2 separate regions of the Sus scrofa genome follow, and region 2 is linked to region 1. A link is a contact called in public HiChIP or PLAC-seq data. All regions are on one chromosome and are shown on one strand. Each heading gives the region's core, a stretch centred on a gene start, on an enhancer-like site or on the middle of the called end of the contact. The rest is flanking DNA. Distances are from core to core; before and after follow the strand shown.

What was found. HiChIP or PLAC-seq counts read pairs in DNA pulled down with a chosen protein or histone mark.
Region 2: a contact with region 1 is called in an H3K27ac HiChIP or PLAC-seq map of alveolar macrophages. The contact joins two enhancer-like sites. A contact is called at or near these places in 7 of 47 Hi-C or Micro-C datasets (embryonic fibroblasts, fibroblasts, heart right ventricle and 4 more) and 2 of 2 datasets of contacts at active chromatin or transcription factors (alveolar macrophages and skeletal muscle).

What each region holds. Positions count from the first base shown.
Region 1 is chr16:24,629,053-24,634,969 of Sscrofa11.1, reverse strand. The region is part of intron 2 of DAB2 (disabled homolog 2); the gene reads left to right. Among named protein-coding and RNA genes, the nearest start is that of C9, 56 kb to the right of the region's middle. Within about 2 kb of position 2,874, at least 4 of the 83 cell types and tissues checked have an H3K27ac peak or open chromatin away from gene starts, as enhancers often do. A contact at or near this core is called in alveolar macrophages, where this site is marked.
Region 2 is chr16:24,703,064-24,708,223 of Sscrofa11.1, reverse strand. The region is part of intron 2 of DAB2 (disabled homolog 2); the gene reads left to right. Among named protein-coding and RNA genes, the nearest start is that of DAB2, 71 kb to the left of the region's middle. Within about 2 kb of position 2,498, at least 14 of the 83 cell types and tissues checked have an H3K27ac peak or open chromatin away from gene starts, as enhancers often do. A contact at or near this core is called in alveolar macrophages, where this site is marked.

The sequences.
Region 1 (5,917 bases), core at 1,625-4,124:
TTGCTATGGACAGTGTTCTGTATGCTTCCAGAGGTGTTCAAGTTCAATATATAAGTTCTCTTAGCTTTTGTTATGAAGCCACACGGAAAGTCCAGTTCTCTTAGCTTTCTTTAGACTTTAATTTCATGTACCTGATCCTAGAGTAGCTTCATGATTTTATCCTTAGCCCGAGTTAAACTATAAATCTGCCTACATTTTAAATATTGCTGCCTGACAAATTAGCATGTCTCTAAGGAATTCAATTTTTGAAATACAGAAAGGTGTGTCACCCTAATACCGCTATTCTAAATGTTTAAGAAGCAGAGATCTGTCTCTCACCCCACTGCCACTCTTCTTAACCAGTATTTCCTTGGTACTGATCCTTCTAGTCTCTCAGTAGTTATTTGGAGAAACAGATATACAATGGGAAAATGCTGTCTATTCTGCTTTACATAAGGAGCTATAATGCCATGACTATTTTAGTCAATAGCTGCTTTTTACAAAAGATGTTCCTTTAGGTGTGCATATTATCATCACTTACACACGTTTTTATAAAACTGACAATGGGAATCCTTTTTTTTAGGGTTTAGAATGAAAGTTATAAAATATAATGGCCTTCTTTTTTTTTTTTTAAGCCACTTTTAGGACATATTGTTTATTTGAAGTTTGAGGGTCACCAAACTTGGCAAGATGGGATAACCTTGAATCTGACATTTGAGATTGTTAGGCCTTAACCTTTCTATTAAAAGGCTTTGTTTCCAAAAGATTAGCCAAGTAATTAAATGAAAGAAACCGGCAGTGTTGAATCACTCAAAATGGCAAGTTCGTGCAGCTATCATACTACAAAGCTATCTGACTCTTTGATGCCATGGCTCCATACATGGATTTGTCACCACCCTGACCTCCACACCATTGCTCAAAACCTCAAAGTCTTCTCAGTACCGTCTAGACAAAATATAATTCTGTAAACCCATCCAGTCTGACCTGCTTTTCAACCTTTTCCCATAGTATAACCCAGCATGGGTCCAGTATTCTGGCCAAGGTGACATAAATATCCTTCTCCCATTGATATCAATTCCTCTTTCCCAAATGTATTTCTGGCTAATGCCCATTCCACCTATTGGAAGAACTGGATTAATTCTCCCTTTTTGCCTGGGTTGTTCTAAAACAAATTAAGAGCATAGATATTAGACGTGTGCAACTTTTAGAGGGCTGATGAACTTCCGTACTTTAGTTTCTACTCTTGTCAAGATGGATTGAGGATACCTTCCCCTAGGACTAAATGAGAGAGACATAGCATCACACCTGGCATATAATGAGTGTTCAATAAATTTAACCTTTAATAATATGATATTCCTTCTGTGTTTCCAAAAAACCTATGAAAGCTGTCCCCAACCCTGTACTCCAACTCACTTTACTCTGATCACTTTTTCTAGAGCACCTGTTACGTTCTGAAAGACTCTAATCCACTTATGGGTTTCCCCTGCTAGTGTGTAAACCCTATAAGGTAATAGATGTTTCTTTTGCTCACTGATGTATCCCAACCTCTAGAATAGTGCCTGGCACGTAGTAGGGACATAGATTTGTTACATGAATTAATTTTTTGGTACTGACCAATGGCATTTAGGGGTAACTTTGTTTCCTGTCTCGAAGTCGTAGTGGCTTTGAGCAGGTATCAATCACTATACCCTGTATGCTCTCCACAGCAATGAAAAAAGCTGCCAGTACTTGGAGGCCTTTTAAATTTTCGAATGGCATGGCCTCAGGGCAAAATCTGGGGTAAAGCCAGTGATTCACCATCTGTGGAGTCACACTGACTAGGCATAGTATGAGACGGGTGACATGCTCTTAAGAGTCAACAGGAATGGCACTTGACTCTTAAAGGAATTTCTTCGGTGGAGATGCAAAGGTAGAATGACATTTCAGTGAGAGACCCTCAACACTGGAAAGACTGACTCTGAGAAAAAAATTTTATATCCTGCTTCTGTTAATGAGACCTAAAACACTGTTCATCTTAGAGAAACTGAGAATGCGTGTTAGTGTTGTTTCTCTCACTACTTTCTTTGGTGGAATTCCTTGCCTACACACTTCTGTAATTTAAGGAATGCATTCTGATTTTTAAAACATTACCACTCTATCACAAACTACTATAATAAAATAGATACACAACAAAGTCCTACTATAGAGCACAGGAAAACTATATTCAATATCCTGTAATAAACCATGATGGAAAAGAAAGAAAATTACAATTATAAACATATTCCTAATTTCAAATTTTACTGCACTAGAAGGCAGCATTGGGTTATAGAAAAGCTTGATCATTACTTTTTTGAGGATTTGTCTTATCCTCCTTGTCTACAGTATTGAGTCTTTTTTAATAAAGATTGGATTAGGAACTTAATAGTGTCTTTCAACTTGTCTTCGCGCGGGGCTAAAGAGTTGAGCTAAGGAAACAAATGATCTAATTGCATTCTCTGATGCTAAAAATGCCTACATAATAAGACTAGAAAATACCAGATGCCACTGTGGAGTGAATCTAAAAGTTCAAGGACCAACTCAGGTTAGTTTTATTTAATGACCATAATAGACTGTAAAGAGAGGCTACAAATGGAGTTCCTCTCTGTTCATGTATATCCATTCATGTTTTCCTCAAGTATTTAAATGCCAATGACTTGGCAGACACAGAATTTTGCAACAGGTCATTAATGGTTCAGAGAACAGATGAGATTGCTCCAAAAGCTAAAGAAACAGCTTGCTTAAATATTACATTTTTTATGAAGCAAGGATACTTCCTTCCCAGTGAATCATTGATGTTGACATTCCTGTGTAGACTAATCAGAAATCTTTTTATAGTTGAATATAAATATGACATCTAATAATGAGCCGGGAGGTCTCAGTGGAAGCCCAGCAAAGTGGCCTGTGATAACGTGCTGTATCTACCAGTTCATCTCATGCTAAAACTCTAGACCCACATGGCATCCCCATGATTTGTCATGTTAAGAAGGTGATGAAACCCAGCAGGGGTGATACATTCGACTGGCCTGGGAGAAGGAAGGATTCTCATCTTATCCATTTATTCTAGGAAAGTCTTCCTGTAGTGAGCCAGATTTTTGACCAACTGCTTGCCCTAAAGCCAAGCCAAGTGATACGTGAGATTCTGAGTGCTAGGCAGGTTTTGTATAATAACTGGATGCGAAGGACAAATACTCAACATCATTTCTTTTCTTTTTCTTTTTTTCTTTTTTTTTTTTTTTTTGGTCTTTTTGCCTTTCCTATTGCCACTCCCATGGCATGTGGAGGTTCCTGGGCTAGGGTCTCATCGGAGGTATAGATGCCAGCCTACGCCAGAGCCACAGCAACGCGGGATCTGAGCCACGTCTGTGACCTACACCACAGCTCACAGCAACACCAGATCCCTAACCCACTGAGCAAGGCCAGGGATCGAACCCACAACCTCATGGTTCCTAGTCGGATTCGTTAACCACTGAGCCACGACGGGAACTCCATCATTTCTAGCTAAAGCTCTGAGAACTAGAAAACTGAATATATTTCACAGGCTTTTAGCACAACTGTTAGACAATACAGTACTCACATTATCAACTCAAGTCAGAAGGTTACCCAGCATTAGAGTGAAACTAATGCTATTACACATTTTAAAAGACCACACATAGATCTAATATATCAGTCTTTATAGTCCACAAAGTCAGAAAAGCTAGATTTTCCTAGTATATAAGTTTATCATTTCAAACATGTTAAGCTCTTTGGGAGGCACCAATTCCTTGGTCACTATATGAACTGTTGATTTATTTAGTTATGCATTTATTTCCTTTTAAAATATCCAAACTGAGTTTTTTATCAGGGTAGTGGTATAGGTTTATAGGAACTAGAATATTGCATTAAATATTACTTCATATAAAGATAAGACACTTGTTACTTCTTTAATCTTGTAGAATAATATCTAGATCAGAAGTAAAACAAAAACAAAATTATGTTGATCCTGGGAAAGAAAAATAGCATTTTTCTAAGTTCCTCAAAGTCATCTGTTCATGCTGCCTCAAGAACTTATCTTTAAAAAAAGAGAAAATAGGGAGTTCCCTTTGTCGCTCGGTGGTTAACAAGCCCAACTTGGATCTATGAGGATGCAGGTTCGATCCTTGGCCTCACTCTTTAACGGATCCAGCGTTGCCCTGAGCTGTGTGGTGTAAGTGTCAGACGCAGCTTGGATCCCATGTTGCTGTGGCGTGGTGTAGGCCGGCAGCTGCAGCTCTGATTCGACCCCTAGCCTGGGAACCTCCATATGCCTCAGGTGCGGCCCTAAAAAGACGAAAGACAAAAAAATAAAAAAGAGAAAATAGTAAATGAAATAGTCAAGACTTGAGCCTTTGAAAAATTGTCTAATGACATAACCAGGACACTTTTCTTAGATAGCTTGTTTTTAATGCAGCTGGTATAAATTTGATTTTTTTCCCCTTTTCCCCAGCCCTGGAATGATTTTAATGTTAGAAAAGATGACTTAAGAAAACAGTGAAGTTTAATATATGTTAGAAGATCTTCAAAGTCACTCTTTAAATCCCAGAATAAACTTTTCAAAATCTGTACAGATTAAGGTGATACTTGAGATCTTTCCTTGTGTTCTTTGATCATGACAACAAAGAAAGAAGACCTCGTAAGAAAGCTGTGTCTTCATTGTCTAAGAACTCTTAACTTAGTTCCCTGGAATGCCACATCCATTTTAACCTTGTTTGTAGAAGTCACGTAAATAACTTGCCGAAGGTGGAATAGAAACTGACTTCCTAAAAGTATCTTTAGATTAATAATGTTCGATGTTTGGAATCATTTAGGGGTGGCTTTTTTTCCAGAAGGCCTTAGTAGATATGAGGTTTCTCAAATTACTCTTCCAGACTTGCCAGTTGTTCATCATGATCCCCAAGGCAGATGTTTAGACATGTTTGTGGAAGTGTATTTATTACCATGCATGACTATAACTGGTATCATTTTGATTACATTCACATGGATTTATGTATAGAATTCATGAAACAAAACCTCTCTCACCTACTTAGACTTTATAAGCAAAAGTCTGATATTAAGGGGTAGGTTTTTTAAGTGTAATTGGAACTTCTTATGCTCATCCATCTTTGCAGTGAATGAACCAAAGACTGATATTTTGATACATTAGGACACTTTATTGTTCAATGTAGTTGCTTCAATGTGGTTAACCGCGCAGCAGTGAAAACCCCAAGTCTTTCATTTAGCAGGGGCTAATGTGCTACCGTTTAGATTTTGTCCATCCCTCAGTTTAAAAATGCATTGATTTACCTCTAGATACTTATTCGGTCCAATTTCCCAACACACCATTGCTCAAAAGATGAGAGAATAATGACAGTGTGAATATTAGCTCAAGGATGCTTGTGCCTTTCCGCCACTTTGTCCATCTCACTCTGCAGCAGCTTTTTAGAATATTTGTGGTCACAGAAGTTCAAAGCAGGTGGGTTAACAATTTCAAACCATTTTTGGAACCTGTCTCCTAAATTTTCAACACTTGAGTAGAATTAATATATCGCCGCAAAAGCAAGAAAACGGGTTGGCACATTCACCTTTCTCCTTGTCTGACAGAACCTGCAATTACCAAGGAATTTCTTATCTGTCAACCTATCTAATTTGACCAGAAACCAAGAAGTAAGCAAAGGAGCCTATAAGCCTTTTTTCTTGTGGATGAGTTCCCCCTGGCCTTTTAGAAAGCATTCTGGAAACTTCCTAATCCTTAGCATGGTAGAGACTTGGTGTTGTGGGGGAGGGGGGGGATGATTATGAGGTTGCTGGTCCTCTGTAAACCTAAAATTTGACAAATACATAGAAAGTCCTCTTTTATTTTCAAATGACTCTTTTTCCTTCATCCTGTTTAAAAGCAGCCAAGTCTTCTCTGAGGGAAGTAAGATAA
Region 2 (5,160 bases), core at 1,249-3,748, 74 kb before region 1:
TTCCTTAACACAGATTCACCTTGAGATCTGAAACTACCCAGTGTCGAAATGACAAGGATGCCAGAGCTTTGCTGTCTCCACTCCCCTCCCCTTCAGTCTGTCCCTAAAATTGAGAAAGAGCATTTATACCAAAGGGGCAGGATGTCAGGGTGGGTGGAGGCCTGTAAAGGAAGGTGTCCTCATGCTGTCACTCTGGATGGGACACTGTTATATCACCTGACAGATGGACTAGAACACAAAGTAAGAAAGACTCTTTCTATCATGGACTTGGAGAAGAGACTTGTGGTTGCCTGATGGGAGGGGGAGGGAGTGGGAGGGATCGGGAGCTTGGGCTTATCAGACACAACCTAGAATAGATTTACAAGGAGATCCTGCTGAATAGCATTGAGAACTATGTCTAGATACTCATGTTGCAACAGAAGAAAGGGTGGGGGAAAAAACTGTAATTGCAACGTATACATGTAAGGATAACCTGACCCCCTTGCTGTACAGTGGGAAAATAAAAAAAATAATAAAAATAAAAAAAAAAAGAAAGACTCTTTCTTTTAGGAACCAACAAACCCAGTCTTTTATCTCATCTATTTCCCACACGTAAGATACCTGAGCATATGATAGTCAGAAAAATGTTTGTATTTCATCCAATTGTTGACTCCTTTAAAATATATAAGAAGAGGAGTTCCCGTCGTGGTACAGTGGTTAATGAATCCAACTAGGAACCATGAGGTTGTGGGTTCGGTCCCTGCCCTTGCTCAGTGGGTTAACGATCCGGCGTTGCCGTGAGCTGTGGTGTAGGTTGCAGACGCAGCTCGGATCCAGCGTTGCTGTGGCTCTGGCGTAGGCCGGTGGCTACAGCTCCGATTGGACCCCTAGCCTGGGAACCTCCATATGCCGCAGGAGTGGCCCTAGAAAAGGCAAAAAGACAAAAAAAAAAAAAAAATATATATATATATATATATATATATATAAGAAGAGAGATCAAAGTGTCTTTTTGTTGTTGTTGTTGTTGTCTTTTTGCTATTTCTTGGACCACACCTGAAGCATATGGAGGTTCCCAGGCTAGGGGTCTTATCAGAGCTGCAGCCACCGGCCTACACCACAGCCACAGCAACTCGGGATCTGAGCTGAGCCTACAACCTATACCAAAGCTCATGGCAATGCCGGATCTTCAACCCACTGAGCAAGGCCAGGGATTGAACCCACAACCTCATGGTCCCTAGTCAGATTTGTTAACTACTGTGCCATGACAGGAACTCCTCAAAGTGTCTTTTCTAAAGCCTCTGCCAGTTTTTTGCTCATCCAGAAACCTGGCCTAGTTGGGTTGAATAACCACAGTGCAAAGTTACTCTTTCACTGTGGCCTCGACAGAAAGGTAACTCTTAACAAGAAATAGGTGAATCCATGATTGCTGACTTTTTCAATCTCCATGATGTGACTTGGGGCCATTGTGTAATCAAGAGCCTCGTGTGATAGCTACAAACAGGCCTGGAACATCCTCAGCCCATCCACTCTTCCCATCCAGATCTTTGGTTAAGTCACTGAAGTTTCTTTCAGCCCCTCACTCCTACACTGTCCACTAATCACCCCCAGGGCATTTTCTCTCTGACCACAAGTTCAAGTTGGCTATGGCAACCGTAGTCGACCATGCACATTCCAGTTACATTTTATGTTGTGGATTCACATGTCAGTCTAAGGAGTTAAGTTTCTTCAGAAAAATCTCTCTTTTAGTCAGCTCAAACTCAAGAATCCCCAGTGCAATAATAGGAAAGTTCATCCGGGCAGCCTTTCATGATTAGCTCACTTATGTTGGACAGGACGAAAGGAAAATTTCCTCCTGCATGTGCGGAATGGAGCTGTGCCTTTCCAGGAGCCAGTTTCTGCATTTATGAATTGTGATGTGCTGAAACTAAAGGAATCCTAAGAAATATACTCTGGAAGACAGAGTAAAAGCAAGGCAAGGAGAGGGAGTTCAAGAAGAAAAAGAGCGAGGATCTTTATTTTAGGGTGTCAGGAGCCAGAGCCTCTTCAAGGCTGATGGGGGAACCTAGCCAGGGAGGGGCAGAATATGGGTTTGGCCGACGGCGGTGCACTCCTTGAAGAGGGGTGCACTCCTTGAAGAGGGGTGCACTCCTTGAAGAGGGATGCACTCCAGGCTTCTGAAATGATGCTCTGAATTCATGGCATTTCGCAAGACCATTGAAAATGCTTAGTAATTGTTTGCAGCTGCTGTTCAGCCATTTCCTTTACATTCCATGGCCCTGGAGACTGAAAGAAAAAAATTCTTTCTGCTCATTTTTGGGGATCATAGTGTTAGCTGTAAATCCACTGTAGTCTATAAAATATAGTTTTTATTTCAGTGTTTCTACTTCATGCCAAATCATAAAATCTTTAAAAATAAAATAAAAGGGAAGGAAGAAACAAATAAAAACAACAGGAAGACTCTTTTAAGGAAGTTGCCATTCATGTAGAGTAAAACTCAGTGACTCAGATCTGTCTAGATTAGTAAGAAGTCTGGACTTATTTAGGTTGTTGTATGTAAAGATGTGTGTGTGTGTGTGTGTGTGTGTGTGTGTGTGTGTGTATCAGGCCTTTCTTTTCTAGGGTAACATGGATGGCGTGGTATGTGGACTGTGCTAAATGGAGCCCTGGGACCACTAACGGCCTCGGGGCCACAGGCAAAGTTCCCTGAAATGAACTTCAGGACTAGAATGGGGTGGTTAATATGTGGTACATGGAGAGGAACTTTCCGTCCTGCTCCCATGGGCAATTTTATTCATCTGCCGCAGCAAACTTTCTATTAGCCCTGGGAGCAGCCTCAGAATGTTTCTTAACACAGACTTCCAGTAAACAGTCATCAATCTGTCAGCCTCAATGTACACCATTAAGTCTATGGCTGGGACGAAGATATTTCAAAAATTCTAGGAGCATTGTCATTCCAAAAGGCAGACAGAGCTGAAGGAAACCGCTTTAAGGAATGCAAAAACGCAACCAGTGTATGGTTTATGATATACAAGCCCTTTCCAAGTTGCTTTACATGTACTTAAAACATCAGCTAGCTTCACAGAATACAGTAGTTCTCACCAGACTAAGGTGAAGGGATAGCAATAAAAAGGATAAGGCTGGGGCTTGGAATCATCTAGGGAGACTTTAAAAAATACCTAAATCTGGGACTCGCCCCTTCCATTATCATTGAGTCTGCGACGGAGCCAGGAGAATATGCTTGCTTAAAAATCTGTTTGTTGAGTTTTGAAACATACTCCTGTCCAAAGATCCTTTTCTGGAGTCTTTTTAAAGTGATTTATTTCTTTAAACCGTCTATTATTTCCAGAAAAGACAACAGTAGATGTTATCTCAGCCCTTGCTCAAATTAAAATTACACATTTCAAATGAGTACAGTGCAAGGAAAATGATTTTACCATTGAATGAATTTGCAGCTTTATTTCTGGAACCGAGACGTTGCATGTTTCAGATAATGATGTCCACTCAATCCTTCCAGTTTTTCAGTCCAAAAACCCTGGAGTCCTTCTCAGCTCTTCTCCTTCTCTCACAAACCTCATCAAATATATTCAGCCAATTCTGTCAGTCTTTGCTGCTTCTCACCACCTCCTCTACTAGAACTTGTGCCCATTATTCCCATAGCTTTGTAGTTGGTTTCCTGCTTCAATCCTTGGTTTCCATTGTCTATTCTCCATTCAGGACAGAGTGATCCCAATAAAATTTAAGCTGGATCATGCCATTCCTCTTTTAGAAACTTCCAAGTACCCTTGCAACTTAGCACCAGTCAAAACCAGAGTCCTCAGGATGGCCTGCCAAACCTTAGACTTCCTGACCCTCCTTCTGTCTCCTTTGTTCACTCAACCCTGGCCTTGTTGTTCCTCAGTTTGTATCCTTCTCCTGAAAGTCTTTGCACGTGCTGTTCCTTCTGCCTGGGAAGCAATTCCCCAGATCCCCATTTGATTATCTCCCCCAACCTCTTTCAAGCCTTGACTCAAATGTCATGTTATCAGTGAGCACCTTCCCAATCGCCGCTCTCACAAAAATTGTAACCCTACTCCCCATCCTGCTTTCCTGCTTTAATTTGCTCTGTAGTATGTATTGCTATATACCATAAAAGGAAGTTTTTGTTCTTTTTTTTTTCTTTTTTGGTCAGCTCCACAAAATCAGGGGTTTTGGTCTGCTTTACTCACTTCTCTATCCCTAACATCTAGAAAAATGCCTAGCACATAGAAGATGCTGGATAGATATTTGCTCAACAGTAGTGAAAGAATGAATCAGCCAAGAGATAGTACGATTCAGTGACTGGAGAAAGCAGTATCAATAAGCATGAATAATTGCGCCAATTTTTTCTGGGATTTTCCATATTCAGTTTCCCCACCATAAAATTGACTAATCATTCTTCCCTTTCACCAGGTCACGAAGTTACCATTGAAACAAATAGGAATTTATTTTAATACTTTGTAAGAAATGTTCTCTCTTATCTAAATATTCAAGAAACAAATCTACAATTTGCTATTTGTGCCATTTGCCTCTTCTTTTCTTTCCTTGCACTGTTTCACTTAGCAATTTCATAAAATACCAATAGCCAAAGAAGAAGTAAAAGAAAGTTTCAAATAAGCCCATTGTGTTACTTATTCATTTTTTTGTAACTGAAGAGAAGAGAGTTCAAATTATTAACCTAAAACAGACATGGAGATTATCTGTTTACTATAATCTCCTTTCTCTTTAGATAGAGCCATCATACTTTACAAATAAAATATGTTAGATTTCAAAAATAATTTGGGGGTTTCTAGATATGAAAGACAATCTAGAATAAATAGTATGACACAAAAATATTAGAGTTAACCAATAATAATGGCTAATATTTATGAGCATTTTCTAGATAGTAGCCATTATACTATGGCTTTGCATGCGTAATCTTATTTTATCCTCACTTAAACTCTAATATGGAAGAACATATGAAAAAAATTGAGGCTTCAAAGTGTAAAACATCTTACCTAAGGTCACAGAACTTAGTGGGTGGCAAAGCAGTGATTCAAATTTCAGTCCATCCAAATCCAAAGACAACATTTGTAAGAGCTCCACTTTTCTAAGACAGTGGTTTATGGGGGGAAAGACAAAATATTTCAAATCAGGATAGTTCTATAAAAATTGGGTCATAAGTTT